Linked DNA regions of Sus scrofa: regions 2 and 3 are each linked to region 1. A link is a contact called in public Hi-C and HiChIP or PLAC-seq data. All regions are on one chromosome and are shown on one strand. The core of a region is the stretch at or near the end of the contact, and the rest is flanking DNA. Distances in the headings are between cores, read along the strand shown.

Evidence for each region. A called contact is a pair of places that touch in the nucleus more often than the background predicts. HiChIP or PLAC-seq counts read pairs in DNA pulled down with a chosen protein or histone mark.
Region 2: an H3K27ac HiChIP or PLAC-seq map of skeletal muscle shows a contact between it and region 1. The contact joins the promoter of RNF103 here to the promoter of KRCC1 in region 1. A contact is called at or near these places in 1 of 47 Hi-C or Micro-C datasets (embryonic fibroblasts) and 2 of 2 datasets of contacts at active chromatin or transcription factors (alveolar macrophages and skeletal muscle).
Region 3: a contact with region 1 is called in a Hi-C map of skeletal muscle, with 3 times the contacts expected there. The contact joins the promoter of RMND5A here to the promoter of KRCC1 in region 1. A contact is called at or near these places in 3 of 47 Hi-C or Micro-C datasets (heart right ventricle and skeletal muscle).

Annotation. Positions count from the first base shown.
Region 1 is chr3:57,925,945-57,930,175 of Sscrofa11.1, forward strand. KRCC1 (lysine rich coiled-coil 1) reads left to right here and starts at 2,319. Exons shown (of 4, transcript NM_001243946.1): 1 at 2,319-2,570.
Region 2 is chr3:58,158,578-58,162,808 of Sscrofa11.1, forward strand. It overlaps RNF103 (E3 ubiquitin-protein ligase RNF103), which reads left to right and starts at 2,510. Exons shown (of 4, transcript XM_005662399.3): 1 at 2,510-3,196. The coding sequence starts at 2,971.
Region 3 is chr3:58,095,157-58,099,387 of Sscrofa11.1, forward strand. It overlaps RMND5A (protein RMD5 homolog A), which reads right to left and starts at 1,696. Exons shown (of 9, transcript XM_021087278.1): 1 at 924-1,696. The coding sequence starts at 1,065. LOC110259986 (a long non-coding RNA gene) reads left to right here and starts at 1,829. Exons shown (of 4, transcript XR_002342541.1): 1 at 1,829-2,006; 2 at 3,182-3,210.

The DNA.
Region 1 (4,231 bases), core at 1,069-3,568:
ATCCCTGGCCTTGCTCAGTTGGTTAAGGATCCAGCATTGCTGCAAGCTGCAGTGTAAGTGGCAGATACAGCTCAGATCCAGTGTTGCTGTGGTTGTGGTGTAGGCTGACAGCTGCAGCTCCCATTCGACCCAGGAACCTCTATTTGTCACAGACGAGAAAGAAAGAAAGAAAGAAAGAAAGAAAGAAAGAAAGAAAGAAAGAAAGAAAGAAAGAAAGAGAGAGAAAGAAGAAAGAGAGGGAGGGAGGGAAAGAGAGGAAGGAAGAAGATTCAAGACACTGGCCATTTAGAAAGGATTATAGAAAAGCATAGAAGATGGCAAGAGAGATATGAAAGCATATTCAGGGAAACCTAAGGAGTCAGGGAAATCTTCAGAGGGTATTCTGTGAGTTACATAAGCAAACGTATTATACTTTATCATTCTGGCACCAGACTATTGCCCTTTATGTCCCAGTGCTTCATATTCATTTGAGAGATATTCCAAAAGCAAGAATAAATATCTGAATGCTTAAAATTATGCTTTATTTGCATTACTTGTGTTTTCACAACACCCTTTGAGGTGGGTATTATTGATGCATCAGCCTCCTAGTTAAAAAGCAGCAGCATCTCCTAAGTATAAACCCTGGAGAAACTCTCACATATGTGCACAAGGAAACTGCATGAGAAGGTTAAAGGTAAAAGTTACTGTCTGTAAAAGAAAAATGGGAAATAAGTTCAAAGTCTCATGAAAGGAGAACAGATAGCTCATGTGCATTCATATAACGGACATTAAGAGAGATGAGAAAGGGAATGAATCAGAACCTCACATCTCAGCAGAGGTTAAAATCAAAAACTAATGTTGAGTTGAAAAAAAACAAAGTGCAGGAGAAAAAACAGTATGCATATTAACATTTATGTAAAGTTTTATATCATGCAAAACAATACTTCATGTTACTTAGAGATACATACATATGTAGTAAAAATATAAAGAAAGACATGAAAATGAGAAATGCTGAATTCAGGATAGGATTTACTTCTGAGGGGAGGAGGAGTTCATTAGGCAGTAGGAAGAGGGTGTTTCAGGAAGAAGTAGCAGATACAATAAACTGAGTTATGTAATAGCAGGGTATTTACAAGAATCAATAAAAGTTTAATGTTGTTGAATCACAAAGTGAAAGGGTGGGGAAGTGAGAACACTAGGAAGATAATGAGATCAGGGAGGTGCACAGAAGCCCAGAAGTAGTATTCATGTGGGACTTTCTCCAACAGACAACTGGAGCCAGAAATGACTTCCACATAGAACCCTTTGGTAGACTGGAACGGTGAAATCAGGAAGAATGGTAAATTAGGTAGCTATTGCCATGGTTCTAACAAAAGATGATGGGAACCTGAAATTAGTCAGCGGTTGTATTACAGGAAAGGAGAGCTTACCCAAGAGAAACTTTTGCACAATGCACAGGGGACATGCCCATCAACAGGAAAAGGGGTGTAACACTGTATAGCAGTGAAATGAATAAATAACATTTATGTGCAACAGCTTGGATGAGTCTCAAAACATTGAGTGAAAGAAGCCCTGCTAGAGAAAGACATAAATCTTATAAAATTAAAAAACAATCTAAAAATTTTCCCCAAGCAGGAGTTCCCATCGTGGCTCAGTGGTTAATGAATCTGACTAGGAACCATGAGGTTTCAGGTTTGATCCCTGGCCCTGCTCAGTGGGTTAAGGATCTGGCATCGTTGCTGTGGCTGTAGTGTAGGCCAGCAGCTACAGCTGCTATTCGACCCCTAGCCTGGGAACCTCATATGCCGCGGGAGCGGCCCAAGAAATGGCAAAATGACCAAAAAAAGAAAAAAATTTCCCCAAGCATACATGTGATAAAGATATATACATATGTAAAGAAATGATGACTACAAACCAGGGTAGTGATTTCTTTGGGAGACAGGGAACAAGAGGATGAGATGAACGTGTGTATGTATATACACGTATACTGAGAGAGCCAAGGGAGAGAAAAAGGTCATTTATGCTGCAATGATGACAGCATATCACCACCAAAGATTTTGCTTAATCTACTGTGTATCAAAGACTCTTAACAAACTTTAAAAAGGTAAAGCAGGAAATCATGATTTTTCAGATATTCTGGAGGTAGAAACCGCAGATTTCCAAACTTTTTTCTTTGTTGGTTTTAGATTTCCCCCCGCCACCGCCCGAAGTGAGTAGCAGTGAGGAGAGCTTCGGCCAGGTTAAAACAGAGTCCCGGAAGAAGGGGACCGAGGGGGCGGAGCAAACAAGAAGGCGGGGCTAAAAAGGCTCTCTGAGAGTAGGGTGACTGCGCAAGCGCAGTGGCACGCCCCGCCGCCGCCATGGCGCGGGCGCTGTCCAGTCAGTCGCTGGTGGTGGTGGTGGCTACTTCCCTTCAGGAAGCCCGGTCTCCGCCCCCTCCTCCCACCCCGTCTGCTCCGCGGCGGAGGCGGCGGTGGCGGCAGCGGTTGTCCCTGCCTCTCCGCCACCTCCACCTCAGCCTATCCCCCGACCGGTGGCGTTGGCGGGGAGGGGGGCCGTAGTTGTAGACGGCCGCCCCTGCCTCAGAGAAGGTGAGTTCCCGCCCGGCAGCGGGAGCGGCCTCGGCCTTCAGCCGCTCGATCCCCCAGCCCGGTAGAGGCCGGGCGCGCCCAGAGAGTGCGAGATGGCCGACCCGGACAGGGCTACGCTCCCCTCCCCACTCGCAGCCCCGGGAAAGGGCCGCCGGGGCCCCAGCACGGAGCGCGGCGGGAGCGGGGACGCCTCCGCTGCCGGGAAGTTGAAGTTGGAGTGGGAGAGAGGCGGCCAGGTCGAGGCCGTGGATCTGGAGTGTCAGGGAGAGGGAAGGGGGTTGAGGAGGACACCCCGAGATCAAGGGGACAGAGACACGGAGAGAAAAGGCTCCAGACGTGGAAGGGCGTAGACCTGCGCTGGGCGAAATTCAGCATCCTACAAAGTAGAGCCCTCACGCGGAGGGAGAAGTGAAATTTGGCCACAGTAGGAAGTAAACACGGGAGCTTCAAGTTGCGGAGGCCCTGGAGGAAGGGAAGAGGGGGTGAGGTATTTGAGGGATTACTTTGCAGAGTTTTCCTTAGCTTTTGAGGATAACACCCTGTAAAACAAGCTTCTAAGATTTACGGGCCTATTGTAGTAGTCGTCTGAATTTAAATTTGTATCTACCAGAGTCAAAGATAATACAGCAGGACATCAGAGAGGCAAAAACAGCTTTTATTCAGTAACTGCAGTAGGGAAAGAGCTGAGCTCCATTCCGATTTGCGCAGAGGTGACGGGGTTTTAGAGGGAAAATGAAGGAAGGGGTTCAGTAGAGTCAGGAAAGCGCAAAATTACCTAGGTTTGGGCAGTGTCCGTGCACTTAGGCGAGCTGTGTCATCTTGTGGAAGTGAGGATTCACTTTTCCCACAGACTGGGAGACCCCAGGCCCTGCCTTTTCTGATAATTACACTTTAAAAGGATGGCTTTCAGATCTTTGAGAAAGACATTCCTGAGTTGTGGGGGGTACACATATATCTCAAAGGGACAGAGGAAGAATTAACAAACAATTGTAAACCCTTTTTAGTAACTACTCTAAAAAAGAGAGGTCAGGGCCTTATATTCAGGTGTTGGCTAGAACAAACAATAAATGCCTTTTGACAGCCCTGAGCTTTCCCAGCCTGAGCTCAAAATGGGACTGGGTCCGAATTTCCATTGTGGCTCAGCGGTAATGAACCCGACTGGGATCCATGAGGACTCAGGTTCCGTCGCTGGCCCAGCTCAGTGGGTTAAGGATGCATTTCCGGGAGCTGGGGTGTAGGTCACAGATTAACCTCAGTCCCGCATTGCTGTGGCTGTAGTGCAGCTGCAGCTCCCATTCCACCCCCAGCCTGGGAACTTCCATATGCTGTAGGTGTGACCCTAAAAGACAAAAAAAGAAAAAAAGTGGGACTGGGTCATCCAGGGATGCAGCCATAAAATGCTAGAGGTCATGTTAAAGTTTGGTCAAGTCTCTGTACAGAAGTTCGGAAGGAGTATACCTGCCTGGAGTTTTTACAGTTGTCACCAACCCATTTTCCTTAACACAAAAAGCTATTTTTTAATCATCTCAATCTGAGATGTGTTTGAGTTCTTATAAATACTGTATACCTGCAAACAAATTGCTGGTTCCAAACTGACTTTAGGCTTTAAGGCAGCTTTGGAAATGATTTTAGATGGTGGAGCTTGAGCAGAACTATTAAAG
Region 2 (4,231 bases), core at 1,260-3,759, 230 kb after region 1:
CTAGGAACCATGAGGTTGCGGGTTTAATCCCTGGCCTTGCTCGGTGGGTTAAGGATCCGGCATTGCTGTGAGTTGTGGTGTAGGTCCAAGACGCGTCTTGGATCCCGTGTTGCTGTGGCTCTGGCATAGGCCAGTGGCTACAGCTCTGATTAGACCCCTAGCCTGGGAACCTCCATATGCCATGGGAAGCAGCCCTAGAAAAGGCAAAAAGACAAAAAAATAAAAAATAAAATAAAATTGCTCTCCTAAAAGGTTGTACATTCCCCTCAACCATGTAAATGTCCATATCCCTATGCCCTGCCAATCCTATGTGTTCTTTTATCAGTGCTATTATCTTTTCTAAGAGTTTAACCTTGAGGGAACAAGGCCAGGGTGTTGGGGATGGGAGGTAGTTAAAACAAGCAAGAAACGTCAAAAAAGTTAATAACTCCTTTCCAACCAATATTTTTCCCAATTTGAAACTCTGGCCTGGCTGTTTCTATCCTCAGTTTTCCCCACCCACTCTTCTTTTGTGTTAGTGTTTAAGTTTTTGGTCAGTCTTTCCTCACCAGTGAGTATGGTTCTTTGAGGTGAAGGACCTCACTTTCTATGTCAAGATTTGGACAGCAATATCATCCAGTAACAGCATCACTGTGACATGCCCAAGGAATCTGAAATTTCAGAAACAAATGTGTTAGAATGAACCGATTAATCCACTCTCCCACGTTGATCTGCCAACCATGGATACAGCCACATTTCAGCCAATTAAAACACAGGAGCAGAGACCAAGAGCTGGTTGTACATTCCTACACCTCCTCCTGATTCTTTCTCCCTGCCCCCTCGCCTGGCCCTCTAAGTCCTCCTCCGCTAGCTGGACAATGAAATGCCTTTGTTTGCTTTATTTTAAAGGGGTACCATTCTGAGGCTACATTCTCACGGTCCATTCTTCGCTTTCGATTTCCCCTTTGCTCCAAAACTGAGGATCACACCCCCACTCTTCCTACAGCTTTCACCCCTAGTTCAGGACATTTGACAACTTGGCACAATGGCTAACGTTTCTCTTGTAATTTCTGAGTCTTTTTCCTCGTCATCAAGGGGGCTGCTAGAAGCTAGCCTTGTTTATTTTGTGCATGTGGCCCCCTTCTCCCTCCAGACTGGCACAGAGATTAACAGGAGTATGCTCTACTGACGTTGAAAAAATACAGAGCCGAGTACTGCGTGCCCGTCCATTTTACTCATTTTTATGTTCCTCTTGCTGGCCGCTCCACACTCAGGATGGGTAACCAAAGAAAACGCAATTAAACTTTGCATTGGGACATATCCACATTCAGCAACCTTTGTCCTGGGAACCCTGTGCTGCAATATCTGGCTTGTAACACCCCTGAGACTGAAACAGCTGGGGCGGGGGGGGGGGGGAAGGAGAGGGGAAGCTGTTAGGGGCAGGGACCACTGAGCCTAGTTCTACCTTTCCTTTTGGCAATGTCTCCTCCAACACACACAGGCACAAATTACTACATTCTCACCTAGCGACAGAAAATCATTGTTTTCTGTGTTTTACCTCCTATCCCTCAAACGCAATGGTGCCAAAATTTCCCCAGTTCACCAGGACCTAGCATAAACGTACTCTGTTTTTACCCATTTTAAGAGGATAATTAACTGACCAATTTTTACAAAATATACACAAAGCGACACTATCCAAAGTCCAATCCTCAGACAAAACCAATTACCAAACATCTGCAGGGCAAAAGGAAAGGGAGAGGGTAAGCCACTGGAGCCTTTAGGAGTCGCGTCAAGATTGCAGCTCTGTACAGCTTTCCAAGCCCCAGTCTTGGCGAAACTCTTCGCCTGGACTCCTCCCCCCACCCACCCGTGGGCGCCCTCATGGCCCCGCCCCGGCCTCTCCCCATGCCCCGCCCCTCAGCCTACGTCACTTGTTATGTCTCGGCTCAGGCCGCGGCCGCCGCAGGTTCTCTGCTCCGGAGGCGACGGCCGCGGCCTCACGAGGGGGCGGGGGCGTCGGGGACGGCTGCGGAGGTCCGCGCCGCCCAGCTTTAGCGGAGCGAACGCTGCGTGATCGGGAGGCAGCCGGATAGCCGCCCCAGGGAGCAGTCTCGGGCCTATTTTTTGCTTTTTTTCCTCCGGGACATCGCCCCGCGCGCACCATTTCCCTCTGCAGACTGTGACGCCCCCTCCCGGGCCGGGCCCCAGTGCCCGCCCGCCTGAAAGGCGCCGCCCGCCGGCCGGAGCGAGCCTGGAGCCATCGCCGCCGCCGTGCCCACCGCGCTTCTCGCGGAGCCTGGGCGGCCGGCGGGGCCTGGGGCCTGGGCGCTGGGCGCGGCGCTGCAGCGGCCGCTCCTCCCCGCGCTGGGCCCCGGGCCTGCCCTGGCCGAGTGCCGCGCCCTCCTGACCGCCGCCGCGGGAGCCCGGCCTTGGCCTGGCTAGACCCAACCGCCTCCCGGGCCCGCTGCCCCGCCGGCCCCGGCCTGCTGCCCGGCCTCCGCTTCTTTTGTGGGTCTGGTGGTGGGTTTTTTTTTTTTTTTTTTTTTTTTTTGGCTTTTCCCCTAATCCTCTTGAGATTACGGTGCTGAAAGGCGGACCCCGCCACCTCGGTTAGCGCCCCGCGCCGAGGGAAACGGCCCTCAAGCTGGTTCTTCCCCGCGGGCTCTCCCTGCACCTCTGTCCTTTCGGTGTTTAATTCATGGGCTTTTTTTTTTTTTTTTTTTTAATTTTTTTCCATTTATTTTTCTCTCCTCTTGATTGGAAGGCCCCGAGGGAGGCTCTGCGTCTCTGCCCCTCCTCGTCCTTTCCTCTCCCCCGCACGAATCGCCGATCCACCTGCCTCCCGCCGGGCATGGCCCCACAGTGACGGCGGCGGGCGCCGGACCACACGCCGACCGGGGGCCCTCGCCCAGGCTGCTGTAAATACACACTCCCCTCTCTACTCTTCTCTTCGATTTCTGAGCTCTCTGCAAAGAGAGAAAGCAGGGAAAGATGTGGCTGAAGCTTTTTTTCCTGCTCCTCTATTTTTTGGTCCTTTTCGTCCTGGCCAGGTTTTTTGAAGCCATTGTGTGGTATGAAACTGGCATCTTTGCCACCCAGCTGGTGGATCCGGTGGCACTGAGCTTCAAGAAGCTGAAGACCATTCTGGAGTGCCGGGGATTGGGATACTCGGGGTTGCCCGAGAAGAAGGACGTCCGGGAACTGGTGGAAAAGTCAGGCGAGTATCGGCCCCCCGAGGGTCCCCTTCCTGGTACCTGGTAGTCCCCAAGAATGAGGCCGTACCTGGAAGGGTTGTGCAGACCACTTCCAGAGCCGACCAGATTTTCTTTGTCCAGGATTTCTACCCCAAAAATATAAATCGCAGTTTTGAGAAGGAGGCTACAATTACGTTGTAGGGGTGTTGGTGTTTCTTTTTAAGGTTATTTTAAAACAACAGTTTAAAGTGCAGCTTCTTAGCATTGTTTACTAAGTTGAGTGATTTTCTCAAAATTCCGAAATGTCGATTACAAACTGGAAAGCATTATTTGTCGCTCGAAATTCATAAATATAAAGGAAAGGCAAAACCTTCAAACGTTGTCTGTAGATAGCAGCATTGGTCACCATAGTAATAGCAAGTTACCCAAAGGGAAAATCATCATTGGAATATTTAATATCAAAGAGGCATTTAGGCCTAAGATTTAATTTTTATTTCTTTTTTCCAGTTTTATTGAGATATAATTGATGTACAGCACTGTACAAGTTTAAGGTGTATTGCCTAATGACTTGGTGGCATGAAATGTTTGTCACAGTAAGTTTGATGAAAATCCATAGCTCATTATCAATGCAAAATTAAAGAAATAGAAAAAAAAATTTTCTGAGATTTAAATTTTTTAAATGAGTTTAAATATAGAGAAAGGGTACACCGTACGGTATTATCTTTTCATACTTGGAGAGCTAATTTGGAGAAAATAAGGTGAATATTTTTTGTGAATGCCTACCTTGTTTTGTTTGTTTTGAAAGAGCTTATTTATATTTTTGTCTGGATTTTTAAAAAAATCCTTGTATCTTGAAAGTAAACTTTTTTCCCTTCTGTGTCACAGGCACTGCCACATCAACTTAAATGAGTGGAGAAATAGAATTGAAATAGAGCTAAGAGAAACAACATCTTGAATGCATTTTCAGTAACTTGATTTTGGTGTAGGATTGGGTGAGAAATATGCCCAATTTTTTTCATCCCTGGACAGAGTATAACTTTGTTTAGATATACTTCCTG
Region 3 (4,231 bases), core at 446-2,945, 170 kb after region 1:
CCTCCGAACAGCTCTTCAATAAATCCATCACATAAAGTCCTTTACTTCTGGCTCAGAAGGAATCACCACTGTGGATATTTAAATTCAAACATCAGACGTTGAATGTTATTTAAAAAACAAAAAAAAACAAACCCTTCCCAAGCAGCTTCCACAAATTAAACTTTGGCAAAGTATCTGCCCCCAGGGTCTAGGCAGTAACCATATAGGAAAAACACCTACTATAGAAAATCTGTTTTCTGAAAGGAAAACAAGTTAAAAACTTGACCAGGTAAGCAAGTTAACTACCAACTTGTGCCACAATGTGTTTCTGGAGAGTTCCTCCGTCTCATCACTGGCTCCAGGAGGAGAGCTGAACAGTTTGGTTCAGCTAGTTTCCTAGCAATCAAGTCAGTGCCGCTGCCGAATTAAAGAAAAACTGCTTCCACACAGAGTTAAATTATGGAGTTGCAGAAGCGGCTGTTCTGTTAACCCACAGCTAAGAATAACACTCAACTTTCTAATTTAAAAAAAAAAAGAAAAAGAAAGAAAAGGAAAGACGAGAAAAGTAAGTCTCTGCGCTAAGAGTTTGGGGCAGAGAAGAAAGAGGGGGCTCCCTGCACTGACTCTCTGTTTACCCAGAGCCTTATGCCCAAGGCAACTGACCAGGGGAGCCCAGCCCGGGAGGGCGGCAGTTTGCAGGTGCGACGGACGGCCCCACCCCCGTTTAACCTGGGCTGGAGCCCCAGGCTTCAGAATTGGTTTTCCGGGTGGGTTCGGGCTCACTCTTAATTAACAACGAGGTCGGGGTAAGTTGGAGACAAAACCGGAGAGAGAAGCAGGAAAAAGCCAAAAGGGCCGCAGGGAAGGAGGAGCCGAGGCCCCCGGAGGCCACCCTTCCTGGCCCGCCGAGGCCTGGCCCCGCGCGCCCACCCGGGCCGCCCTACCGTGGCTCTGCAGGATCTCGTGCTTGAGGCCGCCCGTGTAGTCGATAAGCTCCTCCAGGCCGCGCTCGCACAGCTGCCCGTAGCCCGAGAACTTGTGCAGCACCTTCTCCAGCTCGCGCTCCACCGTCACGCACTGATCCATCCCGGAGGCGGTGGCGGCAGCGGCGCTCGGCTGCCCAGCGCCCGGGTGTCCGCAGCCGTTCGGCCCGGGCCCGGCCGAGGCCGCGTCCTGCTCCTCGTCCCCCAAGCGGGCGGCACGGGAGACTGAAGAGGCGGACGCGCTAGCCCCGGCGCCGAGGGAGCTCCGCGCAGCCCGCGCCCGCCTGCCCCATGGCGCCCCGACCCCGGCGCGTCGCCGCTGCTCCCGCTCGTTCTTCCCACCCGGCCCCGAGCCCCCGCTCGCCGCGTTCGCTGTCCGACGCGGCGCCGCCGATTGTTTTTGTTTTCACGGGAACCGACCGATGACCTGGTTCTCCCGGGCGGCACCAAGCGCCGCCGACCCGAGGGGGGGCAGCCACCCCAGCGAGGGATGGAGGCGGCGGGGGCCGTACCAAGCGCACGCTCGTGGCGGGGGGAGGCGGCCGGCGAGCGCGGGCGGAGGAACGTGACGAGCGTCCGCTCGCGCCGCCGCTCTAAAGGTGTGGGCCCTACCACGCGGGAGGCGTGCAAGGGAGCGGGAGAGGGCGGAGCAAAGATCCAATTGGGCCGAGGAGCTAAATAGGGAACTTTGGAGCCAGCCCCAGAGCTCCGAGAGCGCTACAACTACGCGCTCCGTAAACAAGAGGGTGGAAACCGCCCGTCACCACTCCGCCCAGAAACGGAGAAAACGAACCAATAAGCGCCGAGAATACGTAAGGAACGAACGTCCTCCAATCCCTGGCCGAGGCCTAATCCTTCAGCCAATCTGGGACTAGAGGCCAAACCAATAGTCTCGCTGTTGGAGGGGGTGATTTGGAGAGCATCCTGGGAAGCAAGTCGTTTCTGGAAAGCCGTGAGGGAAAACAAGGCAGAAATAAAAAGGCCTATTTCCCATAGGACTTCGCCCCAGCCCTGAGTTATTTCATCTCCCTGTCATTCCTGAGGGTACTGTCTTCTCCAAGTTTTGGAAAGCAGACTCGCCGCCCCGAGGAAAAATCCAGCCAGGCCGAGCGGAGTGGGTGGTGCTGCGGGCGGGGGTCGCTAACTGGAATAAGAAGAGGGGGATTCTGAGGTGGGAGAAGGGGGCTGCTTGTTGGCCGGGCGTGGCCCGCGATCCTGCCTCGATTCTCGCTACACCGGGAGGTCACAAGCCTTACACCTCCACCCCCACCCCCGCGGGCCTCGGCCCTTTGGCCCCTGGGACTCTCCTGACGGGTTGCCTCACCCCGGGGGCAGCATCACGGAAGGGAAACTTGCGTCGGACCTCGGGGCAGCCTGGCTCCTGCCTCTTCGGCTCGTTATTCCATTGCTTCCGATGGAGTTACCCCCTTCGCGTGAATCCTTCCCCTGACTTGCCATGGCGCCTCCTACCTTGGCCTGTACCTACTTGCTCACTAAGCTGTGACTGCCCCGACCTTAGCTTAGCGTTCCTCCTAGAAGCCAAGTTGATGCTTGCCTCAGGACCTCTGTACTTAGCCTTTCTTTGGACTAGAAAACTCTTCCATCGTGTCATCCTAAAATTTTCGGCTCACTTGTACCACAGAGGGTCCCCCCCTGACCACATTCCCTCCTCCATTACTACACCATATTTATTATGGTCAATCATAGCCGTTTTACTATTTTCTCACCACTTGTTATCTGTTTCAGTTATTTTCATTCACTTTTCTGTCTGCACTCCTTCAATAAAGCGCTAAGGCAGCCCCCTGGCCTCTGTTTTCTGTGCCCAGAACAGTGATTGGCAACATAGTACCTGGTCTTTTTATTATTATTATTATTAAGGTAAAACCTTTTTGAGCCTCAGTGTCTCTTTTTATAGTTTGGTAATAATTAGAACTAATAATACTTCGATCTATTGTTAGGAAAATGAAGATAATTTAGGTAAACACCCAGTAGCACATGATAACTACATGATAAACAGTGGTGGTTGCTACTAGTGTCAGTTCCCAGGAGTAAATATGAGATGGCAACTTAAAAATCATGGAATCACGTTGGTCCAGCACCTACCTAGTCGTTTTATTTAGTTCTCCGTGATACTCAAGGGCAGCCGCACTGTTGCTCTTACACATGGCCTTTCTCTTCCCCACCTAACCTGTTTTCCTTTCTCCTCTCTCCCTTGACAGGTGGCCCTGATTCCTCCTTCACTGAGAAGGTAAAAAACATTCAACTCCAGCACCTTCTGTCACCCTTCTCAAAGTGTGTCCATCTGTTGTATCCATTTTATGAACTGTTGTCAAGTACCCAACAGAAAAGGCGTGCCTTCTCCCTTTTTAAGTGGCCAGCTGACCTGAGGATGTGGGGAGAGCCTTCATTCAACCCTCCTTAGGCTGTTTCCCTTTTCTGCTCAGTCTTTTCATGGCCAGGCTGCCCGAAAAAATCCTCCACTCTTGTTCCTCCTGTTTCTCCAAGGATCTTCTTGATAAGCTCTGTCATCCTTTTCTGTCTTTTTTTTTTTCCCCTTGACCTCACTGCTACATTTGAAAGTTGTGACCCACCATCACAACTTTAAAATTCTTCCTTGACCTCCAGGGCATTGCCACGGTATGGTTCAGTCACCCCTTCTCCCCTCCTGGCTCTTTTCTCATTTAGCCACCTTTGTGGATCGGTATTTGCCCCAGGTTCTGTCCTCAACGTTCTCTTTTCTCTTTACCTGCTGTCCTTGGAGAACACATTCAAATTGCTTCTCTCTAGCCCTGATCTGTCTCATAAACTAGTTTCACATTCCTCCCCCCAACTAGCAAGACATCATTATTCAGAGGACTCCTACCTCCAGTCAGTTCCTCAAAAACAGAATCCATATTTCCTTTCCCAAACTGACTCCTCCTCTTGACTCGGTTTTGTTGGCATTATCTTAACTCTCCCATGTTCCTCTACCACTGATTCTTCCTCAGCTTTCACTTACCTGTAGGATTCTTGATAACTTTTTCTCCATTAGATTCCTTGACTCCAGTAACCTGTTTCCAGTGCAAACTACATCCTTCTCAAGATCCCTTTACCAAGTCAGTTGCCTTCAACTGAATTATTGGTGCTTCCCAGGATTTTGTCCTCATCGGTATCTCTAGGGATACAAATTATCTCACTCCCTTTTCCATTCACCCTCCACGTGTTCTAATGAGTCTCATTACTTAATGTCTTTTTTTTTTTCCCCAAACCTCAGCATGCAGAAGTTCCCA